Linked DNA regions of Zea mays: regions 1, 2, 4 and 5 are each linked to region 3. Evidence: chromatin contacts called from public Hi-C data. All regions are on one chromosome and are shown on one strand. The core of a region is the stretch at or near the end of the contact, and the rest is flanking DNA. Distances in the headings are between cores, read along the strand shown. Region 1 holds the start of LOC100283295 (metallothionein-like protein type 2). Region 2 holds the start of LOC100275570 (Protein TRM32). Region 3 holds the start of LOC100274548. Region 4 holds the start of LOC100284226 (inner membrane protein ALBINO3). Region 5 holds the start of LOC100276061.

Region 1 (2,700 bases), core at 16-2,515, 170 kb after region 3:
AGTGTTGTTGTGAAAAGGACTGAAGGGTAGATCTTGCCTTAGCAAGAATTGAGTTGCCACTAGGGCTAGTAACGAGTTCTAAACTTTACATTATAAAAATTTAAGGATCAGATCAAATTAGGATTCAACTATAATTCTATTCATTTTTGAACTAAAATCAGACCTTATTTGGGACGGCTTCACTTCAAGAATTGCGTCTTCAGTTTTCTACCTTCACCATAAAAGAACTTCAACATATTGCTAAGGTGGGTTCAAGGAATGTTTGGCTTGTATATTGACTCCAGCTTCTGAAATACAATTAATTTGTACGAGTTTTCTTAATTACCCTTAAAGATAGTGGTTGTTATGAGCGGCGAGAGAGACATGAATCGGTAGGTCGTGTAACCAGTGGCGTGGTGTGTAATTTTCCTGCAACTTCATGAGTAGGTATGAAACTTGTGTTCTTGAAGCACTCTTTCAGGAGCTTCATAAATTTAATGAAACTAGCCTCTAGTTTCAAAAAAAAATAAAGCTAGAGCTTGTGGAGCTCAACCTGTTTGGATAAAAAAGCTAAAATGAATCTAAAATTCGTGAAGTGAAGCTCTCCTAAATAGGACTCCTAGTTGTAGAAAAATATTTAGAGCTCAAATAAATTATGAATAAATATTTAGATCATGACCAACCGTAGTTGTCACTGAATATGAGTGGAATAAAAATTTAAAGAGAAGGGGTCTTTGGGGCAAGGATTTGGCCGATAGCGCATGAAGTTGGTGCGGGTAGATGTGTCTGAAAGAGTGTACAGAGAGAACGAGGACTGGCCGTAGCGTAGTTGGTTCGTGCGAGCGGGCCGGTATAGATTTGATCCTGAGGATCGACACCCCGTTTGCTTGTAGAAAAATGTGCCTTTGCATGGATGTATAATTCACGAGTGCTTCAGTAGTTAGTTCAAATCAAATCAAATCAAAACAAAAGGAAACAGAAAATGGCTGGTGGTTTGTAGGTCGGGGAGGCACTCAATTTTACTGCCCGGCATTAATAACCCGCGGCCGGCGTGCAAACGCAAGCAACCGTAGACGCCGCCGCACCGAGAAGGCGGGGATCACACGGCCCGCGCGCGCAGTCCTCCACCGCAATAGCTAGCACTAGCAGCAAGCATACGCGGCGCACCTGTCCGCGGCCCCACACGTCGCGAGGGCACCCACGGCGCGTGGACGGCCAGATGGCCTGCGCCTGTCCTGCCCCCCGGTCCCGGGCCTATAAATGGAGGCGGCGGAGGCCTCTCTCCCGTCGGAGCAGGGCAGGGGTTGCGTCTCAGTTCCTGGTTGTGTTGTTGTAAGCTCCCAGGTTTCTTCTCTTCGCGTGAGCTAGCTAGAGTGGGATCGCGAGGAAGAAGGATGTCGTGCTGCGGAGGCAACTGCGGGTGCGGCAGCGGATGCAAGTGCGGCAGCGGCTGCGGAGGGTAAGCATTGCACCGCACTGCACTGCCGTTCTGTTCCGTTCCGTTCCGTTGCGTTCCTCCCTCGGAATCAGATCTGTCTCTGTGTATGCAGGTGCAAGATGTACCCGGACATGGTTGAGCAGGTGACCACCACCACCACCACCCAGACTCTCATCATGGGTGTTGCGCCATCCACGGGCGGGTTCGAGGCGGCCGCCGGAGCTGAGAACGGCGGGTGCAAGTGCGGCGCCAGCTGCACCTGCGACCCCTGCACCTGCAAGTGAGGATGACCGGGTGCAGCATGCAGGCCGTGACGATGGAGGAAGTAGCTAGATCGGAAGGACACCCTTCAGTATCTCTAGCTAAGGCCCTGTTTCAATCTCGCGAGATAAACTTTAGCAGCTTTTTTTTAGCTACTTTTAGCCATTTGTAATCTAAACAGGAGAGCTAATGGTGATAATTGAAACTAAACTTTAGCACTTCAATTCATATAGCTAAAGTTTAGTAGGAAGCTAAAGTTTATCCCGTGAGATTGAAACGGGGCCTAAATCAAGCTCTGCAGTATGTTGTAGCAGTGTCGTCTGTGTTTGCCGCCATGCGCGCGTAGCTAGCTAGTGGTGGTGGTAAACGAATAATTGTCCTGTTCTTCCTCCTCCTCGGCCCCTGCCAGTGTTGCGTCGTGTGGGCCGGCCGGGTGCATGCACAGCACCAGGCCATGCCCGCTGCTCTGTGCGCACTTTTTTTTTTCCTTCGTGCTGTGTCTCCATTTTCCATCTATATGCATCCGATTTGTGACGTCGTCAGTACATATCTTGTTTCGATGGCTTCCTCTGTGCAAGATGTTAGTCATGTGACCATATGGCATCAAACGTTTGCCTCAACACTTGTGCTGGTGTTATTTCTTATAGTTCTTGTATTTTTCCTGTGTATGCTCAACAAATTCATTAGTACAAGGAATATTAGTCATGTGACCATCTATTCCTTCACCCCACGCTAGGATTAAGTTGGATGATGGGGCAGTGTGTTTCCTTTTTCATAGGCATATGAGCATGAGCTAAAAGAGACGGTCCTACTTTGACGATGGGGCAGTGTTTCCTTTTTTTCCCAACATGTGGATAAGACACAAAGTAAGATATATCGGTCTTAGTAAAAAAACAATGAGTTTCATATTCATATTTCCGATCAAATTGGATAACAAGAAAATTTGTGTCTTAAGTGTTTAGGTCTCTGTTACGCCCAAACGAACTCTAAACATATTCGATAGGAGGTCTTTCCTCTTTCTT
Region 2 (2,700 bases), core at 87-2,586, 140 kb after region 3:
GGCCAGCCTGTCAGACTAGAGCGAGAAGGCGTGACGTGCGCCAACTACACCTACCAGTGGGTCGGGTTCAACGTCGCCACGCCGCAGACCGTGCGCGGGCTACGTCTTCCTCGTCGTGGCCGCGGCTATCGTATTCATGACCAATTGGGCGCTCGGCAAGCACAGGCGTCTCAAGACCGGAAACTTTCCTGCTGACCGTCACTTCCGTAGGCGTAGCTTGCTCTCTCTTTGTCGCCGCCGGTCCCTTGGCGATCACTGACCTGTACGTGCTGAGAGCAGTGACCAGCCCCAATTGCAGTGTCTCTCCAGCATTCCAGCGCCAGCCAGCGTAACAGCTCCAACATCTGCACACTGGAGGTTCTCCATGTAACATATTTGACATTTCAGGACGTATAAACTAAACGAATCCACGGCCACACGGTCTTAGGATATTCTCTCTCTCTCTCTCGGTTCACCCCTTGATTTTTTTTTATTTGTTGACGAGGTTATATAAATAAGATCGTCTGAGTTTGACAGGATTGACCGGGTTGAGCTGGTCATTGGCGTCTGGTCTGGCCGATGCTACTTGCGGATGGGACACTTGAGCCAATCACGAGCCTGGAATTTCGGCAGCAACTCCAAGGTTGTCTTTTTTTTTCTGTTTATACCCCCATGCCCATCACCGGTGTGGACGTGTGGTGTGTGGTATGGCAGCAGTCGGTGCCCAAAACCAAAAGACGGGTGCAGCACGCAAATCACAAGCTAGCCATGGCCCATGGGTCAATGGAAACTGTTTAAATCTATGACATCAGCACCTTCAGCAACCGCCGTCCTCCTCAATTCCTGCTCGCCGGGCGCGGTTGACAACGGCGACACCCCGTCATCTTGTGGGTTCATATCATATTAGCTTAATCCAATTTTTTTTGCCTAAATTACTATTACAGGAAGAGCGAACACATCATTCTTACATGTTGCTAGTGCTAGATTATAGTGATTAATAATATATACAGCCATAAAGTTGAGGCGGTCTTGAGCTAATGCAGAAATAACCCTTTGTGTTGCGTCCGTGTCCATCGTTTATTATGGACATTGATATTTATTTAAATCAGTTTTTCCCAATCCAAAAGCTATATAATAAACTAAATAAATGCGGTAAAAAGACAGCAAAGTTTTCAGAGGACAGCATAGCTACGTCTCTTGTCCTCCCTCCACACACGCCCCCAAAAAAAAAAAACTGTTCAACCAGAAGAAGTTTTCAACTACCAACGCCCGCCACCCGGACATCCAGGGAAAGCCCGCCACGGACCGGAATTTAACGGAAACACCCTCTCCTCGCATCTGTTCTCCCTCCCTGCGTGGATCCACCGTTTCTTTCCATTCCCGTTTCCGTTCCTCGGTCCTCACCAACAAACCCCTTCCGGAACTCCCAAGCCTCCGATCCTCGCCTCAGAAACCTGCCGGATTTGCGGGCCTCTCAGGCGTCGTATGGAACCAGCCAGGTCAGTTCGCTGCGTGTTTCGCGACCGCTTCTCGGCGGCGGCGGCGGCGCTGCTTTGCGTTGCGCGTTTAATCTGTTCGTGGGAAGGCGTCACCCGTTCGTGCTGGTTTCATGGACCAATACGAGCCGCGGAACCGCGATCGCTGATAGCTCTGGAGTCGACTTGTTTGTTTCCATTCGTGTTCTTCGGAACGCGTTTTCACATGTGCTTAATTTGGTTTCGTACTTTGGTTTTTTTTTTCTGTTCCGCGCTGATTTTGTTGGGAAGGAAACAAGATGCCCTCGTTTTTTTGTTCGGATCGGTAAGAGATGCCACCGTTCGATGCCATCTTTTGTATGCACTTCAGGATTTAGTGTTTCATTCTGTCTATGCTTTTTTTTCCTTTCGAGTTCTGTGCCCGACGGGGACATTAAGCAGTTACAGTAAGCACTAACCAATAAATCTGTCACGGAACCTGTTAGAGACGTGGGGCTAAAAAGTGATTTGATTTTTTTTTACCTTTTTCATGGTTCCAGTGACATGTGGAGTCATGCAATTGCTCCGTCAGCGTGTTCTCCCACCTGTGAAGCTTTGAGCAATCGTACTGGCGTCTTTCACTCCCTCACTCTTCTTGGCTTTGTTTGATTGGAGATAGCCAGATAGGTTGATGCGCATCATGATCTTATTTATGTTCATTTCTTATTTATGCTGGCACTTGTGTTTGCTGTTCTTGCTCATGTTCATTTCTTATTTATGCTGGCAATAAATACTGGACACGAGCTTAGCAGTATATGTTGCTTAGCACGTGGCTAATATTTCCCAAAGTTTGCCTCTCCCCATTAGAAGCTTCCTCGCTCTCCTTATGTTTGTACTGAGTTTTTTTATTTATTTAGAAACGCGGCAAGACAATTGCCGACTGAAATGCACTGGAGATGTTTGGCCATGGAACAAGTACTTAAGTAAAAAACGGCCTGAAAATCACAATCTTTTTTTTCTTCATCTGGGTGGCGTATGACTCACTCCTCTATAACCATCTTATCGTTGATTAGCATTAGAGGCAATAATCTGATTATTGATTAGCAATGGATACTCGAACTAACACGGATAGGGAAATATATCTTGTAATCAGTCTGTCTTAATAAATGCTTACATTGCAGTTGGGGTTTGCTGTCTTCATGTTTCCCGAAAGCAGAGTGTTGTGTCCGCATCTTTGGTTGATTAGTCTAGAAAAGGTGGGGGGGAG
Region 3 (2,700 bases), core at 137-2,636:
AAACTCCACAAGACACCCCACGTAAGGAACAACCTGGATCCAATCTGTGGAAGAGTTGCAGAGACCGGAGACCTCACCAACCCTATAAAGAAGATAAATTTATCAGAATAGTGACAAAAAAAGTAATACCACAGCAGTGGAGAAAGCATATTTTTTTCTTATATCCAACCCTCCTAGGAAACTTTCTGACAAATAAAATGTCTGATGTGTTCAAGATCTTGACTGATGTTTGTGTATAATACTGTTTTGAGTAGTCGCACTATAATAAGAAAAAGGGATACATGTACACCAACATCACCATACCTACGAGCCCATGAACGATCTGAAGCGCATCATCGCCACCACCAGAAAAATACAGAAAGGTCAGTTAGTAACTCACAATCTCCATGTAGGTAAAACACAGACTCGAACTATAGCACTAGAAATTTCAGAGTTTATCTAGCACAGCAAAAGCATATTACTGAACATGAACCACTGCAAGATTTTGCTGCGACCATGAGTAACATTTATGTAATCGCACACATCAAATCTAGTTGATTAGCAGTTCTTCCTACGAAGAATCACAAGACAGTTTTGTTTGTAGTACCCTTACTCAAACTTTAAAGCGGTAATCATTCCTATTAGGATAGATCCAGACTTCAGGAGCTGAGCAAAAATATGAAACTGGTACTGTAACCGAGCAAACTGAAATGCACCACCAAACTACTGCTAAATAAAAATGGGTGAGAAAAAAAAACATCTGACCTCCATGATGGCGGCTGTCTGCGCGAACTGCAGCGGCCTCTCGACGGCGGCATAGACGGCCTTGTGCCCGCTCAAACGCAGCGTCAGGACCGCGTAGTACAGCACCTGCGCCCTGCAACACCCCCAGATCAAAGAAACACCAAATCAGAACCAAGGCACGGGGCCAACGGAGCAAGAGGCGGAAGATCCATCCGGAACCGAGAGAGAAGCGCGCAGCGGGTGCAACGGACGGACCATCCGAAGAAGACGACCCAGTTGTAGACGGAGAGGTAGAGCCGACGCAGCGCGGAGCCGACGCCCGCCATCGCCGGAGCCGCGGTGCGGAGGGAGAAGACGCCGGGAGAGGACCGGGATGGGCTTGGCTACCCTGACCAGGCTCGGCTCCTGAGCTGGCTACTGATGATCTAGTAAAAGCGGAGACGACGCCACACCACGCATCGGATCAGATGGGCATAAAAATATAGCTTCGGCGTCTCGCCGGTGGGCTGCACACGAGCCGAGAGTCCGATTCGATCTGGCACTGGCAGCGGCGGGCCAACCACTGAGACCGGATTGAATTTGGAATTGATTTGGGGTCGGATCGGGGCGGATGAAGGACAGGTGAGCCGGTGGGCAGCGGGAGTTATTGCTGCGCAACTGCCAGCCCGCCGCCCGCGCCAATTCCATCCGTGTGACCAGCAAATCTCTGTCACGCAAGTATAGTAATAGTACGCACTACTGTACTTAGTACCATGAACACGCCCTTTCTATTTTCTTCCCTTTCAGCTGTCCAACAGAAGCTGCTATTTCTAATATCCATCGGAAATCATCGATCTTTATAAATCAGTCACGGTAACCCTGTGACCAAAACAGTAGTAGCTGGTTTTTTTTTCTCTCTCTCACTCACCTGAATTCTGAGAGAAAAGCGATGAGTATGCAGATGCCTAAAGAGAGTGTTAACTGAAACAAAATGTTGTGAAGAAGCATGCAATATGTAAAGTTGTTCACGGCAGCAGACACAAGCCATTTAGTTATGCCAAACAGACGGAAACAGAAACGTCAAACATTCGAGTACCTTTCCAAGTGACGATACAATCATACAAAGCGTTCAGCTAACTCAACTGTCAACAATCAGATCAACCAACTGGGAAGAAGACTGGCTCAGTTAGCCTGCCCATCGCACTTTTGCAAACAAAATTGTCACACGCCTTTCGAACTCACGAAGTAATGTTACACGATCTGCGCAGCACACTGACAGCACGGACCAACTCAGGGCTTGTTCGGTTAGCTCTCAATCCATGTGGATTGAGTGGGATTGGATGGGTTTGAATCCCAAACAAGTCAAACTTCTTAAGAATTTTTTCCAATCCATATGTATTGGGAATAACCGAACAAGGCCTCACTCTATCAATAAATTACTCCCTTCGATTTCTCAGCTGTTTATCCTGTGTTAAGTACTGGATTACCCCCCCCCCCCCCCCCCCCCCCACAAACATTGTACAGTAACTGGATTCGGTAGAAACACAAGTTTCTATAATGCAGCAGCGGAGAGGATCCCCAGTTCGACGCAGAGGGGTTCCAGCCCTTCCTCTTCCAACAAGGAGAGGGCTGCCAGGCCGTAGTAAGAATGGTAGATGTCTGGTATCCGATCATCCGGGAACTTCGTGAAGCCTCCATACTGTTGCAGCAGTGAACGAAAAACATACCCTGAGCTATCCGAGAATGGGATTAAGCTGATTGAAGAGGTTCTGAGGTCAATTACAGGCGACTGGCAGGTGAGCAAGAAACTCCGCAGAGCACAGCTGTCGATCAAGTGGTATGCACCCAAGATCTTCAAGACGCCTCCAACCCTGTACAGTGAAATTAAAAAAGCAAGAAAATTACTCAGGTCTTGTTCACTTGCCAGATAACTAGTACAGAGATTGCAGGTTAAATTTTACCAAAAAGCATAGCATGTATCACTGAGCTTGTTCCTTC
Region 4 (2,700 bases), core at 31-2,530, 150 kb before region 3:
AATTCTGCATTGCCAGAGTTGATTCCACCTAAAATACATGAGAAGCACAACAATCAAACCATCGAATCTGTAACAAGGAACCAGAGACGGGATACATTTCTCCAAATAGTTTGGAACATTCACCTGCTTTTTGGTTAGAGGCAATGTCGCAGCCTTAACAATGATAGTGAGCAGAATGATGGCAAACCCGTAGGAGTATGGCACATGGACTGCAGAAAGACCATCCTTGAGCACCTGTATGGTTAGACTCATACAGCATCAGCATTTCAATGTTTTAAGTGTTATGAAACTTAGCATTCTAATCAGTATCCTTGAGCACCTGCATGGTGAGACTCATATAGCATCAGCATTTCAATGCTTTCAGTGTTATGAAACTTAGCATTCTAATTAGTGGAGTAAGAGTGTGACACCACAAAACTCTGAAATTCTATCATTTGCAGTTAAAAAAAACTTGAGGCTAAATGCCTAAACACATGTGGAACTGCACAGGCTTCCTGAACATCCATTTCTCTCTCTCTCTCTAAGCAGCCCTCCCAATGAACACTGCCAATTGGTAAAGGATCAAACATAGTTGCCTACTGATCAATGTTGTAGCGACTTCACAAAGACAGGAGCATGGAAGCTCAGGACTAGTATATGTGTACACACCCCTCAGTCCTCAGTTCCTCACCCTCGACTCTCCAGAAAGTTCCACTCCCATAACTCATAATTCGGGCGCATTCAGTTCGCCGAGAAAGAATCTGGTAAGTGGTAGCAATCATTACCTTGAGCACGACCTCGAGGGCCTCGGAGATGAAGCCGAACCAGCCGCTGTTCTTTTGGACCGCCGCAGCCTGGCCTGCGTCGGCCCCTGCGCCCGCGGCGGTGTCCGCCGCGGCGACCGCGGCGTCAGCGAGTGTGTATAGCGCCGCCTCGGCGCGCTCCAGCGCGGCCTGAAGGTGGGGCCCGCCGACGGAGTCGAGCCCGTGCAGGCCCGCCCTCACCTCGCAAGCGGAGGCGCCGCGCCGGCCGCGCCGCAACCGGAGCGGTGGGAGCAGCATCGGCCTCGCAGCGCTCCGGCTGCCTCCGGCAGCGCCGGGCAGCGCGGGGAGGAGGGAGGAGGAAAGCAGCGCCTTTGCCATCGCCGCGCTGGAGGGGATGGCTCGGGAAGGGAGGTGGGGTTTAGGTTTAGGGTTTCATGCACGGGGAGGAAACAAATGGCGAGGGGATAGACTGGTGGTGGTGGCGGTGGGACTCGTGGGTGGGAGCGAGAGGTGTAGATGACGGGAGCGCGGAGGAGGGGAAGACGAGGTGGAGGTTGTCGTTGGAGGTGGGGTGGGGGACGGTTTATCCGATGCAGCGATGCAGTATTGCTGTAGACCAGTACCCTGGCTTAGTACCCTGGTTCATTTAAATTTTTTCACTGACATTTAAGATCGGTTCGTTAACGAACCAGCTTAGTTTGCTAACGAATCAGTTCGCGAGCTAAACGAGCTATCATATATCATTAAAACAAAACTATATGCATATTATTTATGTAACAATTGATGAGCATATTATATGCATATGTGGTGGCATATAAGTTAATCTAATGATTGATGGACTGTGTCTATATGTTAAATTGGTCTATGAGAATATAAGTATGAGTTAAACTGATGAACATGTGTGTGAATAGTGAATTTATGAGTGATGTGTTGTGTTGATTTGGTGTTACATTGATGTTGTCTCTGAAACTATGAGTATAATTACTATTTTCTATTGTTAAATTAATTTAAAATTAACAAGAAATTGATTATTGTATATTTTTTTTGCTCTGTCTCGCGAGCTAAACGAGTCAGATCGAGCTAACTCTGTGACTCGTTAGCTTAATGAGCAGAGTCGAGCCAGCTCGTTAGCTTAACGAGCCAATTCGAATGAAGCGAGTCGAACTGGCTCGATATCTAGCCCTATCAGTGGCCTATCCGTGTTTGATTTCTCGAACTAAAGTTTTGTATTGTACATGTCTACCTAATTATTTTTTATTTAGACTATATTTAATATTTTAACTTGTATCTAAACATGTAATCCGATGTAATGAAACTAAAAAATAGCTCAACCCAAGAGCCCCTCAATTCGTTGTCCCCTCTCTCGCCTCATGTTCACTTGTCGCCACTCACTCGGTTCTAAATTATAACTCGTTTTACCACCTATTAGACACGTCATAATATCGAGAAGGACGCCGGTTAAATGAATATTATCTATGGTCTTGTTCAGCAAGCTAGTATTTGATACACACAGGGTTCCAATACAGGGCTAGATTGAGTGAATCTATTTCATATCAACTAAACAGGGTCGTTCCTGACTTTTTGGGGGCCTAGGGCGAAATTCAATATGGAGGCCCCATCCACCATGTATATACACTATATATATAATTATAAACATAAATTATTGAACATTCAATGGAAAAAACTTCTATGTCACGCCTTAAAGTTTATAAGATGATAAATATAAATTAGAGCCATAACACTTACTTGTCACATGTCACATGATATCACGCTATTTAGACATGATTACACAAAACACTGAAAATAATATATATATATCACAAATTGAAGGGTAACATAAGAATGATTATACATATCTAAATAGCGCAGTTATTATTATTAATTAGTTACCTTAAATTTGTCAATTAGATTAAGTCAACAAATCAACAATCAGTTACCTTAAATTTGCTAGCGCCAG
Region 5 (2,700 bases), core at 45-2,544, 170 kb before region 3:
TTTCCTTTTGACTACCATGTCAATGATGTCATCATACATCATAGTTGCAAGCCCATACAACTGCTGTAGCAAAACTTTTTACTAACTTTGCTGCATTGGACGGCAACTTTCAGAATAATTCCAAGCATTATATCGATAGCAAGCATGAAACATCTAATATATATGGAAAGAAAAGTCCAATGAAATTAGCGGCCAAAACTATGTGAGATATGGCACCTCGAGCGCGATCATCCACCTTCAATGCGATGTCAGCAAACAATTGCTGAAGTATCTGAAGACGCTGTGAGTTGGACATCAGGGCCTGCATGGAAGATAGTCAAACAGGTGACATTATGATTTTTTGTTGTTGTTATTAAGAAAGTATTGTTGAAAAACGAGATTATTACATGGAGGTTATACAACTATTTTGATATAGCTTCCGACTCTCTGCCTATCTATATGCACACAGCTCTCAAAGTTCCAGAAGGTGACATTATGATCTCAACCACTCCAACGGAATGTAGACATCATATATACAAATGTGGCACCTATGAGTGAAATTACTCTTGTTGCCTAAATCGTTTCAGATGATAGTAACGGCCTTTTTACATCAAAACCACCATATAGGAAGCGAAAAAGGACAGTTTGTGGGGGGGGGGGGGGGGGGGGGGGGGGGGGGGGGCGACAAAGGTGGTTTGGGGGTGATTATGAGTAGGTGAGAGAATGTCCATTATCCTCCCGTCTGCCGTCATCGCCGCCGCCCACAGCGGCCTCAACGCGGTGCACCCAGACGCGTGCCGCCTACAATCTAGGGCCTCTGCAATCCCGCCGCCGCCGCCCTCGAATTTCTCGCGAAGCGATGTGAGCGCGTGCGCGCGACAGAGATTGGTCCTCGATTAAGCGCGACGAACACGAATTGACGGGCGCCAGCCGGCGCACGGTAGGGGAAGCGGTGGGTTACCTTGTGCAGCTTGCGCTCGATCTCCAGGGAGAGCGCCTCGAGGCGGTCGTAGGAGCCGCGGCGCCCCATATCCGCGCACGCCTGAGGTGATCGTCGGCGCCGCGGGGGGTGGCGGTCCTGCAAATTAAGCGGTGGAACTGGTCCAAAATAATCTCTCCTCTCCCTCCCTCCCTTCCTCTCTCTCTTCCGTGTTTGATGGATGGATGTGGATATGGATACGGACGTGGAGGTCCGGATCTGCCGCCCCTGTCACGCTCCCTGACACGTGCCGCCCGTCGGACCAGCGACGCCCGGTTGCGCTTCCGCCTTGCTGTCCTCCTGTCCGGTTGCCGACGAGCCCAAGCATGCAAAGTCCACACCCACACAGGGCCACAGATCACAGCCAAACTCCGTCTGAGTTTTTTTTTTAAAAAAAATTGCGCTTGGAAGGATATGTGTAACTGAAAATGCGAACGTTGAATTTAGCAATTCATTCGCAAACTGAACCACGCATGCAGAAACGCATGCGTACAAAAACCCTCTCAATAAGCAGATGAAATTTCGATTTGCTTTTGGTGAGCTACAGCTAGCCTCCACCGCGCATCGTCAGAAAGACTCGCCGCTCGCCGGCCATCCGCCGCGTCGCCTTTGGATTTTGGACTGACCATGAGTCCATAAGGCCCAGAACCAGGCGTATTGGGACAGGTTGATTCGTGTGGCGGGCTTTCATTGATAGGCCCAATTAAAGTTATCCTATTTTTAACCAAAGATCACATTCAAAATCAGAACAAGAGCTGAGGAACAGAACGGCTCCTTTTTGGAGAGGAAGGGGTGAAGGGGGGATCAAGATGGATGGAAGTTTAAATCAAGTCGTTCGAGTTTAAGAAAAACAAACATCAAAAGTTTTTTTCACAAAAACAATTTGATGGATTCCCAAGCAGTTTGATGGACTCCCATCAGTGCTGTATAAATAAACCAAGAGGAAGAAAAATATGTCCTCTTTCTCTATTCTCCGTGTGAATGAACAACAACAATGCACATTCATGTCTACGTCGGAAAAAGTTTTGGCCGGTAATTTTGATGACATGACATTGATTTAAATAACACTAGTTCTATTTATTTTAGTTCTATGATCTAGCAGTATCTAAATTTTATAAAATTTTACACATAAATTAGTAATAAGATATTACATGTGCCCTATTTTTCTGTAATTTTAAAAGTATCAGCTTAATTACCTAAAAATAAAACTAAATTCAAAGATATTAATATTTTTGTATCTAATTTATTTATTATTTTTATAGGCTAAAAAGTTACTAACGCTAACTAATACTATTATTAAATAACTAAATTCTTTTGTTGTTTTTTAAAGAAAATTAATTACTAACTAAATCCATTTAATATTTATTTTTTTAGAAACACTTAGTAAACAGTAATAAAACAATCTCTAATTTTACATATATATTTTTTAGCTAAAATAATTTATACAAATATTTTTTTTAGAATTTATTGAGAACTTTGAATCTAAACCCATATAAAGTCAGACATATTTATATAAATTATGGGTCCATACTTTAAGTTCTCAGAAAATTTTATAAATATTTGTGTAAGTTATTTTATCTAACAAAAGATCTATGTAAAAATTAGATATTGTTTTTATTACTGTTGCTAAGTGTTTATAAAAAATAAATATAAAATTAATTTAGTTAATAATTATCTAATAAAATTAACAAAACTTTCAGTATAGTCTCAGATGATAAAAAATAAATTAGAGACAAAAAATA

Evidence for each region. A called contact is a pair of places that touch in the nucleus more often than the background predicts.
Region 1: a Hi-C map of bundle sheath shows a contact between it and region 3, with 2.5 times the contacts expected there. The contact joins the promoter of LOC100283295 here to the promoter of LOC100274548 in region 3.
Region 2: a contact with region 3 is called in a Hi-C map of leaf, with 9 times the contacts expected there. The contact joins the promoter of LOC100275570 here to the promoter of LOC100274548 in region 3. A contact is called at or near these places in 9 of 25 Hi-C or Micro-C datasets (bundle sheath, ear, endosperm and 2 more) and 1 of 3 datasets of contacts at active chromatin or transcription factors (leaf).
Region 4: a contact with region 3 is called in a Hi-C map of tassel, with 2.1 times the contacts expected there. The contact joins the promoter of LOC100284226 here to the promoter of LOC100274548 in region 3. A contact is called at or near these places in 5 of 25 Hi-C or Micro-C datasets (ear, endosperm, leaf and 1 more).
Region 5: a Hi-C map of tassel shows a contact between it and region 3, with 2.4 times the contacts expected there. The contact joins the promoter of LOC100276061 here to the promoter of LOC100274548 in region 3. A contact is called at or near these places in 2 of 25 Hi-C or Micro-C datasets (ear and tassel).

Annotation. Positions count from the first base shown.
Region 1 is chr3:17,627,042-17,629,741 of Zm-B73-REFERENCE-NAM-5.0, forward strand. LOC100283295 (metallothionein-like protein type 2) reads left to right here and starts at 1,266. Exons shown (of 2, transcript NM_001156197.2): 1 at 1,266-1,438; 2 at 1,530-1,779. The coding sequence starts at 1,374. The coding sequence ends at 1,701.
Region 2 is chr3:17,606,481-17,609,180 of Zm-B73-REFERENCE-NAM-5.0, forward strand. It overlaps LOC100275570 (Protein TRM32), which reads left to right and starts at 1,337. Exons shown (of 5, transcript NM_001149622.1): 1 at 1,337-1,478.
Region 3 is chr3:17,461,846-17,464,545 of Zm-B73-REFERENCE-NAM-5.0, forward strand. LOC100274548 reads right to left here and starts at 1,387. Exons shown (of 9, transcript NM_001148904.1): 1 at 979-1,387; 2 at 745-856; 3 at 304-322; 4 at 1-82. The coding sequence starts at 1,049. LOC111921942 (PAS2) reads right to left here. Exons shown (of 11, transcript NM_001360613.1): 9 at 2,664-2,700; 10 at 2,486-2,573; 11 at 2,210-2,401. The coding sequence ends at 2,255.
Region 4 is chr3:17,312,570-17,315,269 of Zm-B73-REFERENCE-NAM-5.0, forward strand. LOC100284226 (inner membrane protein ALBINO3) reads right to left here and starts at 1,281. Exons shown (of 12, transcript NM_001370618.1): 1 at 765-1,281; 2 at 124-234; 3 at 1-28. The coding sequence starts at 1,121.
Region 5 is chr3:17,288,096-17,290,795 of Zm-B73-REFERENCE-NAM-5.0, forward strand. LOC100276061 reads right to left here and starts at 1,295. Exons shown (of 11, transcript NM_001374095.1): 1 at 941-1,295; 2 at 217-301. The coding sequence starts at 1,009.